2 separate regions of the Macaca mulatta genome follow, and region 2 is linked to region 1. The links are chromatin contacts, called in public Hi-C maps. All regions are on one chromosome and are shown on one strand. The core of a region is the stretch at or near the end of the contact, and the rest is flanking DNA. Distances in the headings are between cores, read along the strand shown. Region 1 holds the start of EIF2B5 (eukaryotic translation initiation factor 2B subunit epsilon). Region 2 holds the start of AP2M1 (adaptor related protein complex 2 subunit mu 1).

Region 1 (2,700 bases), core at 27-2,526:
ACATTGGCCAGGGGCAAGAGGACCTGAAGGATAGAAGATGAAAAAAAATTGAGGTCTCGAATCCCTTTGGATACCCCACTGCAACAATTTTCACTCCTCTATTAATATTTCCAAATGGTGTAATTTTGCTGTATCTTTCCAATTCAAAGGTACACAGGTTCCTGCCTTTGATGTTCACGTCATGCTCTAAGCCTGAGTCTGAAACGTTGCAATTTGGGGATGGTAAGTACAGAATCTGTGTGCCTTGTATCAGACACAGAGCTGTGACAGAATGGCAGTTCACCGCTGGCAAAGGATAATACTGGAAATCAATCATATTTCCATAAATTTAAGCATTGCTAAGGCCTTCTTCCCCATAAGATTTCCTTCCTTGATCCCTTTCTAAGTGTCAGAGGTTAGCCATCTCCCGTCACTTTTCAAAAATGAACAGCCATTAGGCTTTTTCGAAAGAATTAGAGAGGATTTTCTTAAATCCCATGCAGTTCCCTCTCTCTGAACTGAGGGCTGCTGAACGACCCAGCTGAGTTCAATACTCCATTGTCTAGACAACTCGGGGGCTGATGGCAATCAACCACTAAACCCATTTTGTCCTTTCGACAGATAGCACCGGGTATCATTAGAACCTGGAGGGGGAAAAAAAAAGTACACTGACCGAGATCTAGCCTGTTCTTTTTAAGGCATATTACCGCCCTTTCAGAGGCAAAAGGTCGTTTCTTTTCACCTAAGCATCCGTCATCTGCAAGGTTAAAAGCGGCGCAGCCTCTTCCAGGGGCACTGAATCCCCGCGTGAAGACTTTCTCAAGCGCTGTTTCTACATTTAGCTCTCTTCATTCCTTTCAAACCCGAGGTGTACAGCATTACCAATGCCCAAATCTGCCGGCCACTAACTTGGTCAGCAGTCATCAGGGTTTAAGACAGTACCTCTGCCTCCTTCCTAACCACGTAAACTCGGTTTTAGGATAACAGTATGGACACAAGTCCTTCAAAGGCTTGCCGTAGTAGTTAGCCGAAAGGAGAACTTGCTCCAGCCCTGCCACACTTCCTGCCCTCTGGCTGCTCGCGTGCGCTGCGCTCACCCGAGGCTGGTCCTTGGAGATGGGGAAGAAGCGGCGATCGAAGCTATCGGCCACCAGAACTGCTTGTAGGGGCGGCGGCGGTTCCTCCTCCGCCCCTCTGGCTCCCCCGCCACCGCTGCCTCCCGGCCCCGCGCCGCTGCGCTTGTTGGCCCGACTAACCACCACACCAGGCGGCGCCACTACAGGGGCCGCCATCTTCTTCTCTCACGGCCACCACTTCCGCAAGGAAGCTGACACCGCACGCAATAAGGGACAAAAAGGATCCAGCACTTGAAATGCGATGAACTAATTAACGAAGGGAAGGAGGAGACGAGGAGGGAGCAGTGCGCATGCGTCTTCTGCGGGCGCCCACAGAGTTCTAGGTTGATCCCGGAGGCGCGAGGAGTGGGGACCGGTCGCGGTTGTCCCGGCCCCTGGAGGCGCAGGGTAGGGGTGGGGTCCCATAGACGTCAGACTCGGTCTGCAAGTATCGTCGGCCTTCATTTGTCTGTGAACAAGTCGAGATTCTTGCAGCGTGATAGGATTTGTGGTCGCCACGAAGGGGCCAGCTCCATCCGGAACCTGTAATCGTCCAGCAGTTTCCCCGCCCCGCGCATGTGAAATATGTAGCCCTCCGTATTCATTCTAGAAACTTCTGGGAACCCAGCGCCTTGGGGAGATGGAACCGAGCCAGATGTCCCCCCGCTGCGAGGAACTCAGAACCTGCATAGAGAAGGTGGCATATAGTAGGGAGACTAGTAATTCCATTGAGCGCTGATTTTGGGCTAGGCACGATACAAGCATTATCTCATTTAATTCGTCACATATCTCTGCAAAACATCTTATTCATTCGTTCAGCAAACATTTCTTGAACTCTCAGAAGGATGAAGGAAGTTTACCCATCTAGTAAGTGGAAGAACTGGTATTGGAACCCGATCTGTCAGACTGCAGAGTTCCACAATCTTGCTGCCAAGTTATGTGGGGATAACAATGACGATTTAATGTCATCTATTCATTCTTCCAGCCTATCATCCTCCTCTGTCTTAAGCAGAGTGGAGACAGGGGTGGATCCAGGCACACCAGTAAGTTGTACTGGCATTAAGCAGTAAGCTTTCTGGGCAGAGGAAAGTGCGGGCGTAAAGGTCCAAGGCTTGAAAAGGCGCAGCAGCACCTTTCTCTCTTTGGGGAAAGATGCGGGGGCTGCGGGGAATAAACCAACCCTGCAGAGGGGCGGGGCCGTGGGAAAGAGGTGGAACAAGGCAGGAAGCCTGGGCGTCATTTGGGAGGCAAGAAGCTTTTCTGTAAAGCATCGCGCCCTTTTTGCACGGGACCTGTCCAGGTTCCACGCCACAGGCTTCTGCAGTTCCTGCAAACTTCCCATCCCGCCCCGCGTTGCACGTCGGGATTTGAAGTTTGCGATGCTGAGCGTTGTTTCCACGTGGCGATTCCGACTTGACCCGTCGTGTCCCGGCGCTCGCCTCGTGGAACCGAGGAGTCTGTCATTTCTTCCCTGGTTAGGGTGCTGAACGAAAACCGTTTGATTTATCCTGGAAAAGGAAAGGCTGAAGGCAATTAAGTAAAAGTTTTCAATTAAATGAATGCACGTTGTAGAAAAGGAATGTTCAACTGCCTTACAAATCCAGAG
Region 2 (2,700 bases), core at 45-2,544, 40 kb before region 1:
GATTCCAGGCCCATCAAGTAACTCATTTCTGGCCTGGGTGCCTATAAACAAGAAGCAGGGATTTCAGGATGCCTGAATTATCCAAATTATTTGGGTCAAATTAATTTAGACTGCTTGAGAAAAGGCATTAATTTGCTTTTAGATTTCCTGGATTAGCTCTGGTATTAATTTCACAGGGAGTACTTTAGAAGACTTTTCTAAACTGGAAAATAAAGCCTTTTCCTGTGGCTGTCAAGGTCTTCCAGAGGGGTGAGCGGCCTCTCAAGGTGGTGGACTCATCCCATTCCTCAGTCCCAAACAGGCTGGTAGAGGAGATGCAAAATGGAGGTAGAGCCTGGGGCAAAGAACCAAGTCCACAGGTATATCGAGTGGTAGGTAGGGAAGGGCACCCGAGAACCAGAGGTGGGGCCTTGGGCAGGAATGGAACATTTAGTTAAGGGTAAAGACCGGCAGTGACAGCCAGGCAGCGTCCTCAGGTGAGCCCACAGCAGCAAACTGGGCTGGTGGAGTGCACCTAAAGGTAAGGGTTTCCAGTATGGAAAAGGTCAAGGCTTTAAGAAGGAAAAACCAGCAGGGGGAAATTGACGGTAGTGAATAAGGGAAAGCTGGGGAGACAGAGCCTGCTTGGGGTTCAGGTGCAGAGTAATGAGGGGGTGGTGGGCTTTTCGCCTTGGGGAGACATCGTGGGAAAAGATGGTGCCATGGGGCGCGGGGGCCGTCACAGGTCTAAGGAAGAAGAGCCGCGGGATGTCACTGAACTGAGAGGAGGGGGGGCCGCATGGTGTGAGATCTGTCACGGTGCAAGGAGGCGGAACAAGGGGGTGTCACTGTCCTACGAGACGGGGAAATTGTCCTTGCGCGGAGGGGTAGGGGGTTGGCACTATCCTAGGGAGGGGGCGCTGCGCAGCGTTCCTGCTCTGGGAGAATTTCAGGCGGTATCCCTCTCATGGGAGGCGCCAGGCGGGTCAGGTGGAGGGCACCGCTCCCAGCCAGCCCTGCAACCTCGCCCCGGGCGCCCCCGCCCCACCGTCAGCCAGCTCCCGGGTCTGAAGGCTGAAGCCACTCCCGGGTGTGGGCAGCTTTCTGCCAGCTCAGCGCAGGGCAGGACAAAGCTGGGCGGCGAAGCAGACGACCCGCGGCGTCCTCCCCCACGCCATAAGGCCAGATCCCCGGCTCACCTGGTGTCCCGAGGCCCCTTCTCTGCCGGCCCGGCCACTCTCCGGATCCCAAGATGTCCGCCCGCCCCCTGCTCGTCTGCCCGCTGCCTCGGCTTTCACCGCAGTGCCGCGGCCCCGCCCCGGTCCCGGCTGCGCGTGCGCGCCCGCCTCTCGCGCCGACTACAAATCCCGTCAGGCCTCGCGGCCTCCTTGCTTGCTATTTGAAGCGCTCTAGGTTTAGCAAAACTACAACTACCGACTGCTTTCGAGAAACCGTCCCTGCCTCAGGAAGGGGTAGGCGTGGCCTTAGCCGGCCCTACCAGAAATACACATTCCAGCATACACCGCTCCACCGGCCTCATTTTTTTTTTTTTTTTTCACTGAGCGCTCTGGGAATTGTAGTCCCTGCACTTCCTCCTGTTCCTATTTGTGTTTTGGAGTTTTGGAATATTAATGCCATTTGTAGAAGCACATCTGTTAAGCCTGGGATTGCTGTAGGCCTTTTCTGTTTCCAGAGTCCCAGGACTGGCTGTCCTCACTTTGCACACAAATAAATACAACTTGGCAGTATAAGTGTTTGTGCTGAATTTACTGCTTTCTAACACTACCTCTGATTCTCCCAAGCTTTTCTCATATATTTATTCCGGACATGGGCTTTTTCCAAGGGATCAAGACCCAAGGAGAGGAGCGGGGAGCAAAGAGGAGACCACTCGGGAAGAAACTAAACCTTTTCACAAATATGTCCATGACTGTACACTCTTCCTCGAGGTCAGCTACAGCTTTTCATGAATGAGCCGATGTTCTCCTTAGCTATACCTATGCGATTGTGCATGCCTTCTAGTGACAGGCATATATGTTGCTTAGAAGATGTTCAAAGAGTTGAATTCAGTTTGACATGGGATTTGAAATCCCTTCTTTGATAAACAGAATCTTTACATCCAAGCTGAGGAGACAGAGCCAACCCTCAAACATTAAAGGCCTGCTTGGTTCTTGCAGAGATAAACTGCTGCCTTCTTTGGGCAGGACTGTGCCTGTCATGGGAGGAAGGAAGGGTGAGAAAGGGCAGATCTGGTTGCAAATGTTACAGTCCTTCCCAGCCTCTGGCCAGAAGCCACGATGTGGCAGGATGAAGATCTGACCCCTCTCAAATCATAGTCAAGGTCTGAAGTCATTAAGTGACTGAATACAGGCACTTCTAATTTTTGAACCAGCACTCAAGGCTTCACTCCTACCTTTGCAAAAGCTTTATCTTCCAAAAATACCCTAAACTGCTACCAATTTAGAGTAAATAATAATAATGATAAAATAATAATAATAGCTACCATTTATTGAGCACCTACTCTACTGTGTGCCAGGCACTGTGCTAGGCACTTTTCGTACAATATCTAATTTAAATCCTCACAACAACCCTGTGAGGTAGGTATTATTATCATCATTTTACATACGAGGGAACTGAGGCTCAGAGAGGTTAAATAACTCTCCTATCACACAACCAAAAATAGTAGAGCTGGAATTCAAACCCAAAACCACCTGACTCCAAATC

Evidence for each region. A called contact is a pair of places that touch in the nucleus more often than the background predicts.
Region 2: a contact with region 1 is called in a Hi-C map of fetal cortex germinal zone, with 2.0 times the contacts expected there. The contact joins the promoter of AP2M1 here to the promoter of EIF2B5 in region 1. A contact is called at or near these places in 4 of 14 Hi-C or Micro-C datasets (blood, cortical neurons, fetal cortex germinal zone and 1 more).

The regions. Positions count from the first base shown.
Region 1 is chr2:96,269,017-96,271,716 of T2T-MMU8v2.0, reverse strand. It overlaps EIF2B5 (eukaryotic translation initiation factor 2B subunit epsilon), which reads right to left and starts at 1,276. Exons shown (of 16, transcript NM_001266121.1): 1 at 1,077-1,276; 2 at 1-23. The coding sequence starts at 1,271. It overlaps LOC144339076 (a long non-coding RNA gene), which reads left to right and starts at 1,399. Exons shown (of 4, transcript XR_013413733.1): 1 at 1,399-1,470; 2 at 1,936-1,961; 3 at 2,080-2,137; 4 at 2,395-2,700.
Region 2 is chr2:96,309,210-96,311,909 of T2T-MMU8v2.0, reverse strand. It overlaps AP2M1 (adaptor related protein complex 2 subunit mu 1), which reads right to left and starts at 1,294. Exons shown (of 11, transcript NM_001260598.1): 1 at 1,179-1,294. It overlaps DVL3 (dishevelled segment polarity protein 3), which reads right to left. Exons shown (of 16, transcript XM_015131485.3): 16 at 2,464-2,700.